Regions from separate parts of the Mus musculus genome. Here regions 1, 2, 3, 4, 5 and 6 are each linked to region 7. Evidence: chromatin contacts called from public HiCAR-type, HiChIP or PLAC-seq and promoter capture Hi-C data. All regions are on one chromosome and are shown on one strand. Each heading gives the region's core, a stretch centred on a gene start, on an enhancer-like site or on the middle of the called end of the contact. The rest is flanking DNA. Distances are from core to core; before and after follow the strand shown.

Evidence for each region. Promoter capture Hi-C pulls out the DNA fragments that hold promoters and counts their contacts. HiCAR-type assays count read pairs that join an accessible place to other places. HiChIP or PLAC-seq counts read pairs in DNA pulled down with a chosen protein or histone mark.
Region 1: an HNF4G HiChIP or PLAC-seq map of pancreatic cancer cells shows a contact between it and region 7. The contact joins the promoter of Hrob here to the promoter of Klhl11 in region 7. A contact is called at or near these places in 1 of 39 promoter capture datasets (liver) and 1 of 115 datasets of contacts at active chromatin or transcription factors (pancreatic cancer cells).
Region 2: a contact with region 7 is called in a promoter capture Hi-C map of embryonic stem cells, with 5 times the contacts expected there. The contact joins the promoter of Lrrc3c here to the promoter of Klhl11 in region 7. A contact is called at or near these places in 2 of 39 promoter capture datasets (embryonic stem cells and hippocampal neurons).
Region 3: a contact with region 7 is called in a HiCAR-type map of astrocytes, with 3 times the contacts expected there. The contact joins the promoter of Nr1d1 here to the promoter of Klhl11 in region 7. A contact is called at or near these places in 1 of 39 promoter capture datasets (hippocampal neurons) and 2 of 115 datasets of contacts at active chromatin or transcription factors (astrocytes and embryonic stem cells).
Region 4: a FOXA1 HiChIP or PLAC-seq map of pancreatic cancer cells shows a contact between it and region 7. The contact joins the promoter of Msl1 here to the promoter of Klhl11 in region 7. A contact is called at or near these places in 6 of 39 promoter capture datasets (the 3T3-L1 cell line, 3T3-L1-derived adipocytes, HPC-7-derived erythroid cells and 2 more) and 4 of 115 datasets of contacts at active chromatin or transcription factors (embryonic forebrain, embryonic hindbrain, embryonic stem cells and 1 more).
Region 5: a promoter capture Hi-C map of cranial neural crest shows a contact between it and region 7. The contact joins the enhancer-like site here to the promoter of Klhl11 in region 7. A contact is called at or near these places in 3 of 39 promoter capture datasets (the 3T3-L1 cell line, cranial neural crest and hippocampal neurons).
Region 6: a HiCAR-type map of astrocytes shows a contact between it and region 7, with 6 times the contacts expected there. The contact joins the promoter of Wipf2 here to the promoter of Klhl11 in region 7. A contact is called at or near these places in 4 of 39 promoter capture datasets (the 3T3-L1 cell line, cranial neural crest, frontonasal cranial neural crest and 1 more) and 2 of 115 datasets of contacts at active chromatin or transcription factors (astrocytes and embryonic forebrain).

What each region holds. Positions count from the first base shown.
Region 1 is chr11:102,247,586-102,250,575 of GRCm38.p6, forward strand. It overlaps Hrob (homologous recombination factor with OB-fold), which reads left to right and starts at 1,297. Exons shown (of 10, transcript NM_153544.3): 1 at 1,297-1,507. The coding sequence starts at 1,505.
Region 2 is chr11:98,597,035-98,600,108 of GRCm38.p6, forward strand. Lrrc3c (leucine rich repeat containing 3C) reads left to right here and starts at 1,257. Exons shown (of 2, transcript NM_001195544.1): 1 at 1,257-1,336; 2 at 1,731-2,552. The coding sequence starts at 1,785. The coding sequence ends at 2,552.
Region 3 is chr11:98,773,760-98,776,743 of GRCm38.p6, forward strand. Nr1d1 (nuclear receptor subfamily 1, group D, member 1) reads right to left here and starts at 1,618. Exons shown (of 8, transcript NM_145434.4): 1 at 959-1,618. The coding sequence starts at 989. Gm31862 (a long non-coding RNA gene) reads left to right here and starts at 1,652. Exons shown (of 4, transcript XR_880204.3): 1 at 1,652-2,055; 2 at 2,880-2,984.
Region 4 is chr11:98,794,208-98,797,353 of GRCm38.p6, forward strand. Msl1 (male specific lethal 1) reads left to right here and starts at 1,309. Exons shown (of 9, transcript NM_028722.3): 1 at 1,309-2,397. The coding sequence starts at 1,624.
Region 5 is chr11:98,890,430-98,893,297 of GRCm38.p6, forward strand. It overlaps Wipf2 (WAS/WASL interacting protein family, member 2), which reads left to right. Exons shown (of 8, transcript NM_197940.2): 3 at 271-403; 4 at 1,067-1,183; 5 at 1,634-2,290. Among named protein-coding and RNA genes, the nearest start is that of Cdc6, 16 kb to the right of the region's middle. Within about 2 kb of position 1,547, at least 29 of the 459 cell types and tissues checked have an H3K27ac peak or open chromatin away from gene starts, as enhancers often do.
Region 6 is chr11:98,861,681-98,864,851 of GRCm38.p6, forward strand. It overlaps Wipf2 (WAS/WASL interacting protein family, member 2), which reads left to right and starts at 1,918. Exons shown (of 8, transcript NM_197940.2): 1 at 1,918-2,222.
Region 7 is chr11:100,471,000-100,474,253 of GRCm38.p6, forward strand. Klhl11 (kelch-like 11) reads right to left here and starts at 1,783. Exons shown (of 2, transcript NM_172565.2): 1 at 1,182-1,783. The coding sequence starts at 1,729.

The sequences.
Region 1 (2,990 bases), core at 47-2,546, 1.8 Mb after region 7:
ATGACCCAGCTATCGAGACTTCAGCATCTACAGTTTAACTGCTATACCATTTTGCTTCCTAGAATTCCAGGGGACTGAGGGTTTTTTTTTTGTTTTGTTTTTTGTTTTTTTTTTGGTTTTTTTTTTTTTTTTTTTGACAGGGTTTCTCTGTGTACCCCTGGCTCTCCTGGAACTAACTCTGTAGACCAGGCTGGCCTTGAACTCAGAAATCCGCCTCCTTCTGTGCTGGGATTAAAGGCGTGGGCCACCACCACCTGTCTGGGACTGAGTTCTTGACTAGAGGCTTCAGGAAGACAACCCCCCTATAATTATGTGCAAAGCATCATGTGTTTGTACACATGTGCCTTGTTCTGAGGAAGAATCCACCAATTTAGTCATATTTCTATGGCTCAGACGGCTACTGTGCTCTGAGGAAAAGACACACCCTGTCTTTCCCGGATCTCTTCATTCAGTCTTACTTGCCTTATATGCTTGAGCCAGGCCTTACCTTCCAGTCCCTGCATGGCCTCCAAAGTAATTTTGTTTATGTTTTTGTTTGTTCGTTTTTTCTGCAGTGTATGTATGTATGGTAGCTGGGACCAGAGTCTTGAAGACGCTTAGTACAATGTTGACCATTGGAATGCACTCCCAGCTTTCAGGCCTATTTTTCTAACATGCAAAGAAGGCACACATTTTTCTGTCGTAGAAACTCTTTAGGGCTGGGCGTATTATTAGCTTAGTGTTGAACATTTGCTTAGCACGTGCAAGGCCCAAAATCGTTCAATCCCTCCTCATTCACCAGAGGATGATGGCGCATGAGGCTCTCTACCTTTTCCTGTCTCTACCAATCAGCTTGGCCTACAAAGTGTGAACCCCCCCCCCCCCCCCGCCGCCCTCCCCGGTTCCATCCCTAGCACCACATAAAACCAGCCACCCCAGCGTTTGGGAGGTAGAGGAAGAACAATATGGAGTTAAGGTTATTTTCGGCTACAAAGTGAGTTAGAGGGCAGCCTGGGCTACACGATCGGCTGCGTTCTGGTGAGGATGAAGTCACTCTCAAATCACCAGTGTGCTCAACAAAAAAAAAAAAAAAAAAAAAAAAAAAAGAAGGGAGAATAAAGTGTATAAGATTTCTCCAAGCTCCCTTTCAACCAGAACGTGGCAGCCGGCTGGACTAGAGGGACCGCTTGGGGGCGACCGAGAGACCTTTGATTTTCCCTTTAAGGCTGCGGCGGAAGGCCCGAGGAAGAAGGACTTTGTGTCGGCAGGATAAAAATTGGTGCCTTCCCTTTAAGGGGGCGGAGCTATTGTTTTGGCGGCGGCTTTGAAAGCCGCTCTGGGTGCACGTTCTTAGGCGCCCCTCTCTCAGTTTCCGCTGCGGTCTTAAAGACGCTTCTCTTGGACCTTGCTCTGGGAATGCGACCGGACATAGTTCCCTACTCTACGTCTGGGTCGAGTTGGAGGTGAACCCTTGAGTCTGACACGGCCGGGCCGACCCGCCGGCCCGAGCCCACGGCCTGTCGTTATGGTAATGCCGCGTCTAAGCCGCCCGGGCTCTGGGGAGGAGGCGTTCCAGCCCCGGGGAAGCCGGACTCCGGGTTGGGCTCCGGGCTCGCTAGTCTGCTAGGACGGGATCTGCCTGGTAGAGACTGAGTGTAGTCTGCAGACCTGGGGGCTAGGTAGGAAGGGCGCGCAACGCGCAGGAGACCTTGTGAAAGGTACCTCCCCCGGACATACAGACCTACAGACAGACAGAAAAATAGTCATCAATCCCTGCGAGCCCAAACGTCACTGGCTTTTGGAATCTTTGCCCCCAACCTCGTGATCTTGGGGTGACTAACATTCAACTCTCCTCTCCCTCCTTCCCTTCCTCTCCTCCTCCGCCTCCTCCTCTGTTTTTATTTTTTTGGGAGGAGGGTGGGTCCTTGAAACAGGCTTTCTGCCCCTGGCTATCCTGTAACTCAGTATGTAGATTAGGCTGGCCTCGAACTCAAAGTTCTGCCTTAGGCGTTCTGGGAATTAAAGGCAGCAGCTACCATGCCACACGCCCTCAATCCCCCACCAAAAACCCAGGCTGTGGGTGTGACACTCGTCTGAGTCTGCTGTCCAGGAAGAAGAACCGTAGACTGGGGCAGTCCACACTCTTGGCAACTTTGCCTTTGGCTTTGGTCCTCTGTAGAAAGAAATCACTGGCTTGATCCTCAGAAACAAGGGTTTCAGGCAGGGTCCTTTCTTGTGTTGGACCAACCTTTGAGATTCTGTTGCAGAATACTCAGGCCTGTTTCCAGAGGTGGTGTAGGCAAGTAATCCCATCCTTTGGGAAAGGAAAGGGTCAGGAGTTCAAGGTCAGGGGCTGGGGAAGTGGCTGAGCAGGTAAAAGGTGGTTGTCTCTGATGCCTCAGTTACATCCCTAGGACCCATAGGGTGGAAGAAGCCGACTCCCTCAAGTTCTTTTCACCTTCACACCCATGCAGTAGTGTACCCCACCCCCACTAAATCAATCATTTTTTTTATATAAGATTTGAAAATTACCTTTATCAACATAATAATGACTTGAGGCCAACTTGGGCTACTTGAGACCCTTATGCTGACCCTGCCTTTGTCTCCCTTAGCAGTCGCCTCTCTTTTACTATCTCCCCTTTCTAGGAGTAGTTCAGATAAACTGTGTGTGTGCATTATATGTATATATGTGTATATATATATATTTTTTTTTTGGTTTTTTTTTTTAAAGAAAGTATTTTTTTGGTTTTTTTTTTTTAAAGAAAGTTTTTTTTTTTTTTTTTTTTGGTTTTTCGAGGCAGGGTTTCTCTGTGTAGCCCTGGCTATCCTGGAACTCACTCTGTAGACCAGGTTGGCCTCGAACTCAGAAATCCGCCTGCCTCTGCGTGCTGGGATTAAAGGCATGCGCCACCACGCCCGGCTCGAGTATTTTTAAGTCTTTAGCTAAATCGAATTTCTTCTCTTTTCCCTCTTCCAGTACTAGCCAGACACACCAGAAACCCAGTATACTT
Region 2 (3,074 bases), core at 7-2,506, 1.9 Mb before region 7:
ACAGCAGGTGAGTGGAGCAGGAAAACCTGTGTTGGTGTTGCAACCATAAAGTCAAGTCAGACAGTTCTGGAAAATGTAATGAAAACAATAGCTTTTGGACTTCACTGCCACAAGCTCGCTCACGTCCATTCTGCACGGAGCCCCTCCATTCTGCCACTGTTCACTCACAAGGGCTCAGACATAGACACAAAACACTCTCCGGAGTTCAAATCCTTCCTTCCGGCCACCCCCAGGACATCAGGAGAAGGGATGTAGAAGAATGGTGGGACCCCTGCAAACAATCGTTAGGATGAAGGGTCCTTGAATAAGTCATCGCAGTCTCAGGCTTGAAGAAGGATTCAAATTGCCATCCTGGGAGCCCAAGAACATCTGGGTTGGCCTCTAGTTCAGTACTGAAAAGTTGGCAGGAAAACAATTCACCACATCAGACTTAAAGAGCTTTCAACTCCTAGAGCGACCATCTACAACAGCAAACTGAGACTAAACCACAGCGCCTCCTGGTGGTCAGAAGGGTTGGCCCTGTGAAGATTCAGGGGCATCCTCTGAAGATGAGGAAAAGACCGGGTCGGTACCAGGGACCTACAGAGAACAAAAAAAAAAAAAAAAAAAAAAAAAAAAAAAAAAAAAATAGCGGGAGGGGGCTTGTGCTGCAAGTTGCTGAGAGGGAATCGTAGGATTCTGCACCCAGGGCAACCAAACCACCATCCTTTTGGCCAGCCAGGCTCTGGGCAAGAAAAGGAGGTTCTGGGAGGCCATTCTCGCAGCTGATAGGAGATAGCAACTGCTAAGTTATGAGAGGAAAGCCTGGGGCAGGAAATGGAATCCAGACCTGTCTCCCGAACATCAGGGTCTGGGATCTGCTCTCTCTTGGCATTGCCTGGCCAGGCCATGGCTCAGGTATCTGACACCTGGGGCCTAGAGTCATATGCCAGGAAACTCTACACTCTTGGGCCCCAGGTCACAGCTTTCAGCTGCTGAAGCAAACAGGACTTCTGAAGGAAGAAACGGGTCTCCAGAGCCCACTGGCAGGGGGACTACTTCCGGAAAAAAGGCAGGAGCACAGGAGAGGACTCTGCCACCAACCAGGGTGAGAGGCAGGAAGGAGAAGGGAGAGAGGTGGGAAGGTGAGCTAATCCAGGAGCTGAAGCAGGATGGGGTAGATGCTTTCAGAAAAGGGGGAGTTGATGTGCACAGAAGGCGGCGCCAGAGGCACCCGCTACCTACTTGTATATTCTGAACAACCTGGGATCTATCGCTAATATGTCACTCTTGTGACACGAGTGCCAGCCAGGCCGCCTCCCTGGTGTTTACCTGGCCTCCCTTGGCAGTCATACAGGTACTTAGAGGACAAAAATGTTTATTTCAACGAAGGAAATGAAGATTCAAGCAGAAGAAATAGCTTGGACAGGCCCCTTGGGCCCATTTCAGCAGGGCAAAGGGACAGAAGGACCTCACAGATTAATCTAGAATCAATAGAACCCAAACGTTCCAAGTCTAAGGGATTCCTTCCCCCGGGGTCCTGTTGAAGAGAGAGAGACAGAGACAGAGACAGAGACAGAGACAGAGACAGAGACAGAGACAGACAGAGGGACGGTCGGACAGACCAATGGACCTTGGGCTAAGAGAGCCCTGAAAGGACAGGCTTGGGTCCAGAGAGGGTCCACTGAGGGACTCTAGCAGGAGCGAGTTTCAGTGGGACGTAGAATTCTAACTTTGCTCTTCTGTCGTAGGTTCGTCTATTCCCCAGCTTCTCCTCCACTCCAGGATTATGTTTATCTGCGACCATGCCCCTACTAGCTCCTCGCCTCCTGCCCCTCCTGCTGGTGATTGGCACCGGGGGCTCTGTGCCCCGCCCCCTGGCACTGCCCCAGGGCTGCTACGTAGCAGAAGAAGCCGGGGAACAGACATTCCGCTGCAGCCGGGCTGGTCTGAGTGCCGTGCCCAACGGTATCCCCAACGACACCCGAAAGCTTTACCTGGACGCCAACCAGTTGGCATCAGTGCCAGCTGGTGCCTTCCAGCACCTGCCTGCCCTGGAAGAACTAGACCTGTCTCATAACGCTCTTGTTCATCTCTCAGGGGCTGCTTTCCAGGGCCTGGAGGGCACTCTGCGCCACCTCGACCTCTCTGCCAACCAGCTAGCATCTGTGCCTGTGGCAGCCTTCGTGGGGCTGCAGATCCAAGTGAACCTGTCTGCCAACCCATGGCGCTGCGACTGTGCCCTACAGGAAGTGCTCAGGCACGTCAGGTTGGCTCCAGGCTCCGGGACAGGCATTGTGTGTGGTCCAGAAGCCCGACCAGATCTCGTGGGACACGAGTTCCTTCTGCTCACCAGGGAGGAAGAGCTGTGTGGGACAGGACGAGGTGGGACCCGAAGGAGCACGGATGTGGCCCTGTTAGTCACCATGGGGGGCTGGCTGACACTGGTAGTGGCTTATCTGATCCGCTATGTGTGGCAGAACCGAGATGAGACGCGGCGCCCGGTCAAGCGGGCTCCTCCCGCGCAGCCTGTGCGCTCAGAGGACTCCTCTACACTCAGCACAGTGCTCTGAGCTCTTGGCCCTATGCCCCAGCCTTTCACCTACTGCTCTACCACCTCCTCTGCCCCATCTGCCCTCTATCCCAGCTGTTCTCAAGCCGGGGATGGGGTAGGGGCGTGGAATGACCCTTTCACAGGGGTCACATATCAGATCTCCTGCCTATCAGAGACTTACATTACGATTCATAACAGTATCAAAAGTACAGTTATGAAGAAGCAGCTTGCTCTCTCTCTCTCTCTCTCTCTCTCTCTCTCTCTCTCTCTCTTGGTTGTTCTTTGGAGCACTTTGGTGCCTGGATTTGGGGGCCTGGATTTCTTGGGATTATTCTAGACTCAAAAAATTCCAGAGTTCCTGAATCCATGGGATGGAGGTGGGGGTGGCAGAATGAACAGCCATTTGGGTGTGCAGCAACTCAGAGGGAGAAGCTATAGGAGCCTGTGCCTGGCTACAGGGGACCACAGAAGCCACACCATACAGATGTGGGTAATGACCAAAGGATGGATGGCTTTGAGGGAGGTAAGGAGGATGGTTCAC
Region 3 (2,984 bases), core at 368-2,867, 1.7 Mb before region 7:
AGCCAGGCGGGGGCGGTGAGTCAGCCCAGCTTCACCCAGATCTAGGCGGAGAAGGGCGGGGCGGGAGCCTGGCCCTCAGCTGGCCTCACGTCCCCACTCCACGTGTGCCCCTCGCACGTGGCACCCCAACGAGGAACCCCGGAACTCGAAGCACCGCCTTCTCCGCTTCCCTTCTGTCGCAAGGAAAACCCCGCCCTCGCCCCGCCCCTCCCGGGCGTCCTGGGTCGTAGGCTGGCCCTAAAACCAAGCTGGGCCGGGACAACTGAGGGGAGGAGAGAAGGCGACAAGCGTTGCTCCGGCAACTTGAGGGGCGGAGCTCATTATGTAACGAGGCCGGGAGGCAATGACCAATGAGATGGCGGCCACGGCTTCTACTGAATGAAAACAAATGCAGCACGTGGGCCCGGCTCTGCAGCCATGTGAGCCCTCCCCAGGCTAAGTCGCTGTGGGTGCCCTGCCTGGAGATGAGTCCCAAGCACCCGACTCCTCAAATGAAGCTCCCCACTGCCGCTGAGGATTCCCCTGTGAACTCTGACCCAGTCACGCAAACCCACCAGCCCGGATCGCCCCACTTCCCAAGACTACCTGGAAGTAGGCTAGAACTGTAGAAAAGGGAAAAGAGACAGGCATACTATAGCTGCAAGGAGTGGGCAAATGGGGACGTGTCCAGAGACTGCTTCAAAATGCTGAGTCTCCCTAAACTCTTCCACTCGCCACTGGTATCCACCCTCCATTTCATCCGTTCTCGGACTGAGGGGAACTCAGGGGGTGCTAGTGATGCGTTTTAGGCACATTCCCAGCCGTAATAACCCTCTTTAGAAATCTTACCTAGTGGCTTTCATCTTAGCACAGTAACAAACACCAGCCAGAGGGAATCCCCAATCCCTTACAAAGTTCCTCTCATAAGCCTTGGATGGAAATGGAGACAGTGACAGAGCAAAGATAAGAATCTCAGTACCTGTGTTGTTATTGGAGTCCAGGGTCGTCATGTCTTCACCAGCTGAAAGCGGTCATTCAAACTGGACCTTGACACAAACTGGAGGTTGTGATGGCCTCTCTCGCCCCCTGGGCAATGGCTGAGGGAGACGAGTGAGCCCCGCAGTTCGCAATCAGGATTCCAGGCACTGAGCAGTAAGGTCTTGGGGTGGCTATACTGCAGCCCTCCAGAAGGGTAGGACGCTGAGGCACCTGAGATCTGATTTGCATGGGAAGAGCAGAGAGTGTGTGTGTGAAGAATCAGCCTGCAGCAGTTCTGGCTATAAGGTAGCAAGGAGAGTCGGGTCTCTGCAGTGCACCGGATGCCACTCCTGAAGGCTCCGCAGTGAAGCAGGGTAATGAATCTGGAGCTCCGGGTGCAAAAGTCCCAAAGGAAGAGAAGCTGCAACCAGGAAGTAAGTAGGTGATGGAGAAATGAGGCACCAGGACGCAAAGAGAGACGTGTGCCCTGCTACGTTTCCTCAGCAGTAATATTTCACTCTGCCAATCTCAACCGCCTTTTGCCCGAGCCTTTCCCTGGGACAGAGGGCTCTGCGCAGGCGCCAGCAGCCCAGGGTTCCCGGGCCGCACGCGGCACTGGAGCAGGTACCATGTGATTCCAGGGAGCGCCTCGTGCCCCAGTGACACACTTTTCCAGCAGCCGGCACGTTGAGATCTGTGCGCCTGCGCACCGCCAGGATTGTTGGGATTTGTAGTCTACTGACAATGTAGGTGGAGTGTGCCTATTCCTTTTCTGCTTTGCAAAAGTGCTTGCTGGCAGCGGGGAGGAGCTGAAAGTGGACTGGGGTGGGGTTTTCTGAAGAGTCAGGGTGGCGTGTTTGGAAAGCCTTGTATGGCAAGGGCATGTGAATTCCTGGGGAGGGCCTGGCAAGCTTTACTGCTCCGTGGAAGATCAAAGCTAAAAGGCCCTTTCTGCAAACCTAGCAAACGTGAGAGCTTCACGTGATTGGAGAACTGACCTCACCCTGAGGTTAGTGGTGACTAGGGGGAGAAAGACAAGCTGGGAGGAGAGATTTCCCTTAAATCAAGAACTTAAGCATCTTTTGCTATGGTGACAAGGTGGGCGACAAGCAGTGTAAATAAAACCCCTTTCTCTTCTTCACCCTAACCCCAGCCCCCACGGGTAGGACTGGCATAGCACGGGGATATCCCTAGGGACTCCCTGTTTGCTTATATGACACCACACTGCCCACTCAAGTGACTTTGGGGTGAGTCATTTCCCTTTGTCTGGGAAATAAAAAGGAGAACAAAGGGAAAGTGCTCTGAGGTCCTCATAGAGAGAGGGGGGTCTGCTCTCTGCAGGGCTTCATGATAGCAGAAGAAGCCCACAGTTTAGGGAGAACATGAGGATCATTTAACTCCCACCCCTCAACTCCCCGAATTGGCAGGGTGTAGTGGCTCGTGCCTGCAATCACCGTCCTTGAGAGGCTGAGGTAGGAGGACTGTCGTGAATTTGAAGCTGACTTGAGCTGCAAAGCAAGCTCCTACTAAGCGAGGAGGGAGTGAGGATCTTCCCTCCTCTTACTGAAGAAGAAAAGGGACCGCCATCTCAGGGACTGGCTCAAGGTCAGGCATTCACTGCTTATTTCTTGTGACCGTCCCGTCCCTGAGATGGCGGATAAATGAGCACATGAAGCACTTAGCATCTCTCTCAGAGCAGCAGTCATCTCAGGAGTGAGAAACACAGAGGCCTGGGGGAAGGGGTCTGTTCTCTGGGGCTTGGGTTGTAAAGAGAGATGGACACGTATCTTCAAGCAGTCGAGTAAGCCCCAGCCACCCTGCTCCTATCTCCAAGTCCTCTGTAATCTCTACACTTGGGGATGGAGGGGGGGTGCTTTTTTTTTTTTTTTTTTAACCTTAAGTCTTTCTCTACTTGCACTTAGGAAGCTCCAGAGAGTTCTGGGAATCCTGGGAAGCAAGCTACCTTGGAGTCAGAGAAAAGCATACGGGGAAACTGAGCCAGGAGGACCACTTTGAGCTCAGTGATT
Region 4 (3,146 bases), core at 59-2,558, 1.7 Mb before region 7:
TACCTATCTCCTATAAAAAAATTTTAGAAGTGCACTTCAGACAGATAAGCAACCAATTAATTTACAACTATGTACATGTTTTTTCCATAGGGAACTATGAGGACTTAGTGGCTAAAGTTGCTTGGAAAATTAAGGCACACAGACACTATGAACCTGGAGAATTGGGAAGTGCTCCAATAGAAGGCCCTAAAGAACACTTAGTCCTAACACCGGCATACATCTCTCCATAGATTTCTTGAATCTTTTTCCAGAAGATGCTAGGAGTAGCTACAGCTTAAGAAGGCTGGAGACATGGCTGCTTGGGAAACAACTGTCGGTAGTTGGCAGTACTTCACCCCAAGGTTGTGCTTACAACTCCCTGGGCAGCAGACATCATGGATTTTGCTGCTTCTGGGAACCAGAGGTCCCTCCATTTCTGTGCTGGATCCCTTAGAGACAAAGAACTTCACTTCTTTCCCCAACCCATGTGGGACCGCCAGGGAGCCTAGAGGGTGGAAGCTTGACTTCTACTCCATGAAACAGCCGCAGGCTCCAAGGGAGCCTGGGTCGGGGCCGGTCCCGAAGGCGCGCGGGGCTCCGGTGTGGGCCAGGCGCGTAGCCAGGTCGCCAGGGAAGGGCTATCCGACGAAGGCCGGCTCAGCAGAGCGGTCGGTAGGCGTCCGCGAGGGGCGGGAGCATCTACCTCCTTCCTTCCTCCCCAACCCCATTCTCTCGCACTTGGTTTTGCCGGGGATCCTCCGCATTCCCCAACCACCAGCGGCCGCCCTCGCCCTTCTTCCCTCCCCAGCCCGCCCCTGCCTCGGCAGCCCACCTTCGCCCGCTCCTGCGTCCTCGCCCTCGTCCCCGACCTCCCCTCGTGGGCCCCCGCGCCTCGGTCCCCTCCCCCTCGCGGCGGCAGCGGTAGCCGCGGCCCCTTTCACAATAGCGCTACCCGCCTCCCTCCTCTCCGCTCCCGGTTCGCTCCCGCCCGCTGCCCTCTCGGCGCATGCGCGCTCCGGTCGGCGGTGGCGGCGGCTGCGGCGGCTCCGTTTTTTTTAAAGGGAAACGCCGAGGAGTCGGGGGTGACTGTGGGGGAGGGGGACCCGGCGGCGCGGAGAACCCCCGGGGGAGGCGGCAGACCCCCCCTCCCGGAGTAGGAGGGCTCTGGGCGGACCCGTCCCTCCCACCCCCTCCCGAGGAGGAGCAAGGGGGGGGAAATGGAGGCTCGGGGCGGCTGAGGCGAGCTCCGGGGCGGGGGGCCGGGGCGGGGAAGGGGGGGTGCGGGGTGGGGAGACGAGGCGGGCCCGGCCGGGCAGGGGGGGCCGAAGCGAGCTCCGGGGATGAGCTCGGGGGCGGCTGGGTGCGAGCTCCTGCCTCTGCGGCGAAGGCGACGGTGGCGGCAGCAGAGGCGGCGGCGAGGCCACCATGGGTCGGCGGCGGGCCTCAGCTGCGGCCTCCACTTCTCCGCTCGCCGGCGGGATGGCGCCCGGGCCTCGGAGAAGCCGCGTTAGCGGAGGCCTGCGGCTGCTCTGCTGAGCCGAGCCCGCCAAACTCCCCTCCCCCTCCTCCGTCCTCGACCCCCCGCACCTCGCCCCTTCCCCACCCCCTCCTCCGTCTCGGTCCCCCGCGCTGCTCCGGACCACTATGACCATGAGATCCGCAGTGTTCAAGGCGGCCGCGGCCCCTGCCGGCGGCAACCCCGAGCAGCGACTGGACTACGAGCGGGCTGCGGCGCTGGGCGGGCCCGAGGACGAGTCCGGGGCGGCCGAAGCCCATTTCCTCCCCCGGCATCGTAAGCTCAAGGAGCCGGGGCCCCCGCTGGCCTCTTCCCAGGGCGGGAGCCCCTCGCCCTCTCCAGCCGGCTGCGGCGGCGGCAAGGGCCGGGGCTTGTTACTCCCAGCCGGGGCGGCCCCCGGGCAGCAGGAAGAGAGCTGGGGCGGTTCGGTGCCCTTGCCCTGTCCGCCCCCAGCTACTAAACAAGCCGGCATCGGCGGGGAGCCAGTCGCAGCCGGCGCTGGCTGCAGCCCCCGGCCCAAGTATCAGGCGGTGCTGCCCATTCAGACGGGCTCTATCGTGGTGGCGGCGGCCAAAGAGCCTACGCCCTGGGCTGGGGACAAGGGTGGGGCGGCTCCCCCAGCTGCCACCGCCTCGGACCCGGCGGGACCCCCACCACTACCTCTGCCCGGGCCACCACCCCTCGCGCCCACCGCCACTGCTGGGACCCTGGCGGCCAGTGAGGGCAGATGGAAGAGTATAAGGAAGAGCCCTCTCGGGGGTGGCGGCGGCTCGGGAGCCTCCAGTCAGGCCGCCTGCCTCAAACAGATCCTTCTGCTGCAATTGGACCTCATCGAACAGCAGCAGCAGCAGTTGCAGGCCAAGGAGAAGGAGATAGAGGAGCTGAAGTCCGAGAGAGATACGGTACGGGAGGGGTTAATCTGCATTAGGGATGGAGAGCGAGCTCTGCGCATGCTCGGGGGAAGGGGGCTGTAGGAGGCAGAGGTCCCCGCTCGGTTAGGGTTAGAGGAAGTTGGCCACCAGCTAAAGAGTGCCTTAGATGTTGGGTCGTTAGGAGCCTGGCATCACTGACACGTTGGGTCGGAAGGAAGGGTTAAAGGGCAACCTGTGTGTGTGTGGTGGGGGGTGTTATGGGAGGCTTCGGTTGCCAAAGGGTTAATTTAAAACGACAGCCCCACACTTGTGGGAAAGACGTTTAGAGTGGGAAAGACCTGATTTACGAGGGGTTAAAAATGATAGGGTGGGGTGCAGATGTGGCTGTATGGCAGGGGTTGTATTCAAGCGCTGTTGCCTTAGCTGTGCATTGGAGAGGAGGCTATAACAGCTGTTGCCGTAACCACCGCTGTTGCATCTTTAGACAGGAGGGTTGTCATAGGTCTTTTGGTCGGTAGAGGGTAAAGATGGTGTACGTGGAATCCTGTTTTAGCTCTCCTAAATGAGAATCACTGCCTTTGATTTCAGAGAGTTTCTAGTAGAAAATCTGAGTTATAAAACACTACCCGCTGACCACGTCCCTTGACTAAGCTGGCAGATTTTGAGACATAAGCTTATTCGATGTATTCTGTAAACCCTTCCACCTCCCAGACCTGTTTTTGAATCTTGAGGTATTAGAAAAGTTGTTGGTTATTTCTTTGTACTCCTGGAAAGCATGA
Region 5 (2,868 bases), core at 297-2,796, 1.6 Mb before region 7:
TGCGCTGGTGAGGGTGCTCTGTTAACATGCCCATTCATGGTTCGTCTTGCCCTCCTCTCAGAAGCTGGTGAGGTGGAGGGAGGTCTGCCTCGTGCATAGAGGGAAACGGGGAGCTGAGAAGATTTGTGGCTTACATTGATACTGCTACTTGACACAGATGTCTGAGTGTGCTACATCGGCGTCTCAGGGAACCCCTGGCTTAAGTCACTTATTCCAAGCTTGCGATTAAAGGAGCTCTTAGGGTAAACCTAACATTTCCTCTTTCTCCAGGCAAACACAGAACAGCCCAAACTCAGTAGAGATGAGCAGCGGAATCGAGGCGCCCTCTTACAAGACATTTGCAAAGGGACCAAACTAAAGAAGGTGACCAACGTTAATGATCGGAGTGCTCCTGTCATCGAGAGTGAGTCTGAGCTTTTTTTCCTAGGGTAGAGTCGGGATCCAGTCTTGGGAGACTTCTCTGGACTACCAAGTTTATTGTAGTCTCTCCAGTGGGAAAATGGTGTCTTGGATATCCGGACTTTCCTTCTGGCTGCAGAGTTGAATACCACGGAAGGTCTTCCTAACTCCTCTTAGAGTTAAAAGCCCTCCCCTGCTACACTAGTGTCTGTCAGGGCACATCCTTGGCTGTTCCTCAGGAGACCACCGCATTCCTGGATGCTCTTTGGCTGAAACCAAGGGTGGTTTTCTGATTGCTGTACATGTCCATTCTTGTAGGCTCTGGAGAGTTTGCTCACACTTCCTCCCCCTGAGCCGCTAGCTGTTCAGGAAAGAGCCCAGGGAGCTCCGCTGAGCATATCTTTAATTGAGTTGTTTTCCTCTCCTCTGTCTCTTTGTCCTTTCAGTTTGCTTGTTTGTTTTAATCCTCTCGTGGAGGTGTGCCGCTGCAAGGCCTGTGTGTTCTTGGGTTTGTCTGTGTGTTTGGCAGTGCTGGGCGGTGCTGCTACTTGACTGCTTCTTGATAGAGGGGCAAAGTAAGCTGGTATGCTTGTGAATGAAAGCCTCCATAGAGGGATGGTCAGCGGCTCAGAGTGCGCAACATGAAACCCTTCCCTATGCCTTCCAGAGCCCAGAGGGAGCAGTGGTGGCTACGGCCCCGGAGCTGCTGCTCTGCAGCCCAAAGGAGGTCTCTTTCAAGGAGGAGTGCCGAAGCTCCGACCTGTGGGAGCCAAGGATGCTTCAGGTATCAGAAATGATCTCGCAGGAGATCTCCCAAGTATAAGTTTCTTGACTTGTTCCAAGTGTATCTGGCCTGGGGTGGCGGGTAGGAGGAAGAAGAGATGAGAGTAGTTCTTTCCACAGTAGAGTAAAGCAATGCTGGGGGCAATAAAAATGTTTAAAATGGGAGTTGCTGCTGTGGTGCATGACTGTGGTCCTCCTAGGTCCCGAATCTGTTGAAACCTGAGTAGAACTCAGCACTAAGGCTAGAGATGTAGCTCAGTACGTGGAGGAGCGCCTCGTGTGCGTGCGTAGGGCTCTGGTAGATCCCAGGGCCACAGGAAAGCAAACAGACCCAAGAACCGTGCTGGGCCTCTGTTGGCTGTTGTGCAGGCTGCACTGAGGAGCCTGGATCAGCTAGGGACCTGACAGATAGGCTTTAACTCTTAACACAGTGTTGGTGGTGTGTTTGTAGAGGCTCCAGCTGGTAAGCCGGCCCTGCAAGTCCCCAGCTCTCGAGCTGCTGCTCCAAGGCCTCCGGGGTCTGCAGCCAGTGGGCGTCCTCACGATGATACAGACAGCAACCGAGCCTCCCTCCCAGAACTGCCCCGGATGCAGAGACCCTCCTTACCGGACCTCTCTAGGCCCAACACCGCCAGTGGCACAGGCATGAAGCACAGCTCCTCTGCACCTCCCCCACCACCTCCAGGGCGGCGTGCCAACGCGCCCCCCACCCCTCTGCCTCTGCACAGCAACAAAGCCCAAGCCTACAACAGGGAGAAACCATTGCCTCCAACACCTGGACAGAGGCTGCACCCTGGACGAGAAGGACATCCTGCTCCACCCCCTGTAAAGCCACCTCCTTCCCCTGTGAACATCAGAACAGGACCCAGTGGCCAGTCTCTGGCTCCTCCCCCACCGCCTTACCGCCAGCCTCCTGGGGTCCCCAATGGACCCTCAAGCCCCACCAATGAGTCAGCCCCTGAGCTGCCACAGAGACACAATTCTTTGCATAGGAAAACGCCAGGGCCCGTCAGAGGCCTTGCACCTCCTCCACCCACCTCAGCCACCCCCTCCTTGTTGAGTAACAGGCCACCTCCCCCAGCCCGAGAGCCTCCTAGCAGGGGAGCAGGTAAGTGCTTGGAAGCCTTTATCTTTTTGCTTGCTCTCAGAATCTCCCTGCAGTGATTAGGGAGAATAAGAATTCAAGTATTGGGTCTTATTGGGTGCCTTTTTATATGTTGGTAAGTGTTAAGGAAAAGAAAAAAAAAGAACTCATTGTGGACAGCCTAGTAAATACATATAACTAATGCTATATTTTGAATTGGGGGAGAGGTTAGAGAGAGAAAAGGCTTAGCCTGTGTGGTGCCAGTGTGAAAAGCTGAAGTAGAATTACTGGTAACACTGGGACAGCAGGGATGTCACTGTACAGTGAGGGCAAGGACAGCAGGAGTCAAAGTGGAGCGCTGGGTCTCCCCAGAACAGGGTGTGGGGCTTTGTGAAGACCAGTCCCAAAGCCAATGGATTGTTCTGGTTTTGAAACAAGGTCTCTGTATCGTTGGCTGGCCTGGAACTCGGAGATTCACCAGCCTCTGCCTCTAGAACGCTGGGATTAAAGGTGTGCACACCTAGTTCTAAGTAAATTTTAATTAAAATAGTAAAAAAACAAAAATGTGCTGGGCGGTGGTGGCGCACGCCTTTAATCCCAGC
Region 6 (3,171 bases), core at 668-3,167, 1.6 Mb before region 7:
GTGAATAAATAAATAAATGGAAAAAAAAATATAACTAAAAAGAAATTTAAAAAGGAGGGAGGAAGGAAGAAAGTGGGTCTACATATCGTTGAGCAACCGAAGACGGGGCAGGTAAGGAGATGAAGGAAAGAGTTCAGAAGCTCTAGTTAGTAAACAGTGCAGATTCACTGCATTTCTCGTCCAGCCGCCCCATTATCAGATATTCATGACGTAGCTATCTGAGCATCTTTACCTTTGCATCCACTGATCATGCCTGGTATGTGTTCCCCGCCTTCACTGATTAGTAACAAAATCCTATTCATCTTTTTTCTTTCCTCCTCTTTCTCCTCCTTCTTTTTCTTCTTCCTCTTTCTTCTTCCTCCTCCTCTTTTTTCTTCTTCCTCCCCCTCTTTCTTCTTCTTCCTCCTCCTCTTCTTCTTCTTCTTTTTAAAAGATTTATTTTATATATGAGTGTACATTGTCACTGTCTTCAGACACACCAGAAGTGGGCATCAGATCCCATTACAGATGGTTGTGAGCCACCATGTGGTTGCTGGGGATTGAACTCAGGACCTCTGGAAGAGCAATCCGTGTTCTTAACCACTGAGCCATCTCTCCAGCCCCCTTCTTCTTCTTGTTTTGTTTGTTTTGGTGTTCTGAGGCAGAATTTCTCTGTGCAGTCCTGGCTGTCCTGGAACTTGCTCTGTAGACCAGGGTGGCCCCCAGCTAAGAGATCTGCCTGCCTCTGCCTCCTCTGAGCTACAGAGCCCAGCAAAATTCTACTCATCTTGCAGGGGCTAGTTCAAACCATTTACAAATCTCTTCTCATTCTTCAGCAGGAATTCATCACTCCTGTGACATCCCGGCACATGTCACAACTCTAATCGCACACTGACTTGGACGTCAGCTGTCTGTTTACATGCCAGCCCGCATGAGCACCATACACCAGCATGGTGAGCTCCCGGAGGGCAGAAGCTGTCTGCTTGAGTCACATCTGGAACCATCCCCAGGTACAGAGCTCAATGAATGGCCCAAAGCAAATGTTCAATGTGACATTTAGCACTAGTGGGTGGGGCAGAACAGAGGGAAAACAAAAATAATAACAGGCTATGGCTTATCACATGCTTTCCCATTCATTCATTACCTGATGAGCCTTCAAGCACTGTGAGAAAGGACAAACACTATGAGGTAGCTGAGACCCACGAACACACAGTTAGTGAGTGGGGATTAAGTGCTAGCTGATATTGGCCTTTTACTTGAGGTTCAGCCCTGGTCACTGGGTTGACTGGATGGAGAAGCAGTGAGACATAGGGTAGCAATGGGGTTGCTTGGTGTGGTGGCGAGCTTTGTGTATGAAGATGAGATCCTTAGTCATCGGCAACAGAGTTAAGCAATGGAAACCAGCAAGCGACAAGGACTCCCCTCTCTCATCCAAGCACCTATAGAGGAGTTCACAACACCATGCCTCAGCCTACCGAGCTGGGGATCACTAGTTAAGTGGTTACAACGACCTAACCAATGACCTGCTAGAAGAAGCTCGCCTCTCTGTTGCTATGACAACCAGAGCTTGTCTGTTGGGCCTCTTCAAGGGTACTCTAGACCATATTAGGGCTTATGGTGTGTGTGTGTGCGCGCAAAAAAATAAACACGAAAGAAAACATACTTGAGATACATCAGTTAGCTCACTGGTTCTCTACCTGCGCAATTTTAAAGGTCGAGACGCTCAGGCCGCATCCAACCAATTAAATAAGCATCTCATGGACCGAATCCTGGCATCACTCGTTACTGAAAGCCTCGCAGGCGGCCCCAGTTGCAGTCCCAAGATGCAAACGGGACTTCCAACTGCGGACTCGCGACCTTCTCAAGATGGTGGCGCTCCGCCCCCACGTGCGCCGGTAGAGGGCAGGCTTCCCTGAGCGCATGCGTCCCGCGGCCCTCGGCCCTCGGCTCCCTCCTCCTTTTCCCCCGCCTCCATTTTGTTCGCGGACGCTGGGGACGGTGGGAGCGGATCCATTTCCGGGTTGGTAAAAGGGGCGGCGGCGAGAGAGAGAGAGAGAGAGAGAGAGAGAGAGAGAGAGAGAGAGAGAGAGAGAGAGAGAGAGAGAGAGCGAGAGAGAGCGAGAGAGCTTGCCGCGGGGCGAACGAGCAGGACTAAACCAGGACTGAGGTGACGGAGGATTCGCTCCCGGAGCAGCCCCCCGCCGAGTGGGAAAGACGCCGGGGCGGCTGAGCCCGCCGCTGAGGTGACCTGCGGACCTGAGTGGGAGGGAGAGCCGGGAAGGGGGGACTGTGGTGGGGGGGGGGAGGGACACCGGAGGAGGGGCCTGATGCGGAGAGGGGGTCCTGGGGGCGGGGCCTGGAGACCCTGGAGAGGGGGCGTGGGCCATCCGAGTGGAGGGCGGCGGGGACCGACTGAGCAAATGGGCAGGAGGGAGGTTTTTTGAGAGACAGGAAATTAGAGATCCTGAAGGGTTGGGTGAGGTGAGTAAGACTGGCAACTCTGGGTGAGGTAGGAGGGGAGCCGTGCGCGGAGGGGGAGATGGGGAAGGGAGGACCTGTTGGGGAAAGGTAATTATTGGCAGGATGCTCTCGAGTTTAGGAGGATCGGTGTGACGTTTCGGGATTGATCGGGGTGAGGAGGAGGATTGAGAGCGAACGTGTTTACACTGGGGGAGATGTTGAGAGTGTGGGATGAGAGGGAGTCGGAGTGATGTTCTGAGATGCTCTTGGAAGCACCTGCAGTTGAAGGATCCCTGTTGGAGCGGCGTGAAATTGAGGGAAGATGAAAATCTGAAGGCGCTCGCTAGACGTAGGCTGTGTGTGCGGTCGAGTTACTGATTAGGAAGGCATATTCTGGAAGGATAATATTGAAACGAGGAGCTGGAGGAAGCTGGTGTGCACTGGAATCTACCTCTGTCCCCGCTTCTGCTGGCCTTTAAATCCTGATCCACCTGCTACATCTGATCCCTGAAATTCTTCTTTCTTTTTCTCTTTCTCTTTCTTTTCTTTTCTTTCTTTCTTTCTTTTTTTTTTTTGAGACACTTTGTCTGTGTAACCCTCACTGTCCTGGAACTCAGAGTCTGTAGACCAGATTGGCCCGGAACTCACAGTGATCCGCTGGCCTCTACCTCAGAGGGAGGCGTGGGCCACTATGACTGCCCAGCCCCGTAAACTATATTTGTTTGTTTGTTG
Region 7 (3,254 bases), core at 533-3,032:
GGAGCCGTATTGAAGGGTTGCAGTGTTAGGCAGGGTGAGCATCACTGCTCCAAGGGACCCATCCATCCTCCCCACCACTTGGATGCTTTTGCTCCTCTCATCCTGCCTCCTTCATGCAGCTATATAACCCACGCTGTTTTCTCCCTCTACCTGAAGCACACTACCTTGCCACCTATATGCCTTTGCTATGATTTCTGAACATTCTTTATGTGCCCAATTTAAAAATAGTTCCTCTCAGCCTGGTCTATAGATTGAGTTCCAGGACAACCAGCATTACATAGTGCGAACCTGTCTCAAAACAAAGAAATAAAAAAACAAAACCTCCTCTCCATTAGGGCCTATGACGCACAGTCCCACACCTCAGTCTGCCTCACAGCTGTAATAATTATTCAACATGCTATATATTCGCTGTTAAACATCAGAGAGTTTGATAAGGAAAAGGATTTTCATGTGTTTTGATCACTGCTGGATATACCCCCTCCCCCAGCACTGTAACGAGGTCAGTGTCTAGCGCTCCAGAGGTATGTGTTAAAGGATTTGTAACAGTACCAGCATCTCCACCTGCCTCCGAACCAACCTCTGTGGCGTCCTTTCTGGCTCCCCACAATCCATTTTCCACAATCCACTTTTCACTTTTGAAATATTTAAATATTTCGTATTTAAATATTAAAATCAGATAATCTCTCTACCCAGTTTCCCATCCATCACACTCAATAAAATCCAAACATTCCTCACACACACCCTCTGGTCTTTAAACCCAGCATATCCGGAATCGCTGGATTTTCTTTTTAACGTCCTTTCTTCTCTAAGCCAGCCTGGACCCTGACTGAGGCCTTTGGGAAGCCTGTAATGTGCACCCATTCCCTTTTGTACGGCCAATTTCTCTTGCCACTGCGAAGCTGGTTTAAATGACATTTCCTCCGATCCGTAGCTAGCCCTTCACCGTTTTTTAAATGTCATCATCACAGGAGTCGAACACGACCCACCGTTTTTCATCGCCTTTGTCCCTACCACCTGAAATCTGCGCTCAGGGGTGCAATGCGCACAAGCTAGACTCTCAGGGGGCATCCTCAGTGCCAGGCGCGGTGGCTGTCCCGTCGCGGGCATAATGAGGGAGCTGGCACCACAGACACTGCCCCCCACCCCCCAACCCAGCCCTCGCTCGCCCACGGTCGTCTCACCTGTCGGCCAGCTCCAGCACCTCGTGCACGCTGCCGGTGCTCACTCGGATGCGGCCGGTGTACATGTACTCGATAACGGCTTCCACCGTGTCAGGTTCGGGTCCGGGCTCTGAGCTCCACTTGCGCATCTCCACCCGGCCCGAGCGCGATTCCGAAAACTGACCCGAGAGTAAGGGCGTGAAGTACTCGGTGGCAGCGGCCAGCACCGAGCGGTGGGCACGGAACTCGCGACCTCCGGCCCCGCCGAAGCACAGGGTGATGTCGCAGAACAGGCCTTGACGCCGCTGCTCGTTCTGCCGCCAGGACAACTCGGAGCAGTGAGTGCTGCACTCGAAGTCCTCGGCCTCTGGGCCCGGATCGCTCCCGCCCGTGTCGACGAGGGTAGAGATGCCGGCCCCGGTCACGAAGTCTACCGTGCCACTGCCTCGGACCTCAGCGGCCAGGCTCGCGGAACCGGCGACGGCAGTCTCCATGCTCTCCATCTCCAGCACTTGAAAAGATGCAGCCGCGGCCGCAGCGGCAGCTGCCGCCGCCACAGCCGCCGCCATCTTGACGCCGCCGTACCGGCCCCCTCAGCTTCCGAACGGTGCGGCAAGTCTGATGCGACACAGAGGCATTCTGGGATTAAATAGTGCGCGCGGGGCGGAGCCGCGCCTGCGCACTTCTGCCGTGCTTACGCCCTCTAGCGAGGCAAGCGCAGTTCTCGGAGCCAGAAAAAAACTCAGGTCTACCTTTTCTCGCCCCTCCATTATGGTGGCCCCCTGTGCTTGTTTTGTTGAATTTTCTTCTACTTTATGTTGCTTTGGAGTGTATCCTCGCCATCACACGCACACACATTTTTTGTTTGTTTGTTTGTTTTTTAACTTTGTAGACCATGATAGCCTGGAACTCACAGAGATCCACCTTACCCCTGCCTCTGCTGGCCTGTGCCAATCCCAGCACTTGGGAGGCAGAGGCAGGCTGATCTCCCTGAGTTCGAGGACCTAGTCTCAGAAAGGACAGCCAGGAATACACAGAGAAACCCCGTCTTAAAACACAAAACGATTGACTTTGGAGAGAAAGTAATTTTTAAATTTTATTCTTATCAAAGTGTCTGTGCACAGGTCCTACAGAGGACAGGTAGGTGTTAGATTCCCAGTAGCTGGAGTTAAAGGCGGTTAAAACCCCCCTGATAAGGGTGTTGGGAGCCAACAATCAAACTGATTCTCTGAGAGAGTACTCCTAACTGCTAAACTATCTTTCCAATCCAGGAGGGGGGCAGTATAAAGAAAAATAACTTCGTTAAAGTTATTTATTTTTGCAGGTGTCTCTCATGTAGCCCAAGGTGGCCACACACTTGCTGTGTAGTTAAGGATGACTTTGAACTCCTGATTCTTCTCCTGGATTTTGGGATTACTAAAATGTTCCTGAGCACACCCAATTTTGTTTTGTTTTGTTTGTTTGTTTTTTGTTTTGTTTTTTGAGACAGGGTTTCTCTGTGTAGCTATGGCTGTCCTGGAACTCACTTTGTAGACCAGGCTGGCCTCGAACTCAGAAATCCACCTGCCTCTGCCTCCCAAGTGCTGGGATTAAAGGCATGCGCCACCATTGCCCGGCGAGCACACCCAATTTAACATGAGCTATGTAAGAAACCAGGGCAAGCCTGGCGTGGTGGCGCACTTCTTTAATCCCAGCACTCGGGAGGCAGAGGCAGGCAGATTTCTGAGTTCGAGGCCAGCCTGGTCTACAGAGTGAGTTCCAGGACAGCCAGGGCTACACAGAGAAACCCTGTCTCGAAAAACAAAAACAAAAAAAAAGAAACCAGGGCAGTTTAGTCACCCCAGCACCAATAAGTAAATAGCCCTAAAAATTACATTTATTTATTTTTATGGTAGGGTATTCGTGTGGAGTACAAAGCACAATTTAATGAACATCACTACGTTAGAGGATAGAACTCGAACTTGAGTCATTAATTAGACTTGGTTGGTGTTAGGTGCAATTAGCCATATTTTTTGCCCATAAAACAGAATATTTGTTTGTTTGTCTGTTTGTTTATAGGCAGGGTTTCAGCTAGGTAGGGGTGACTGTCCTGGA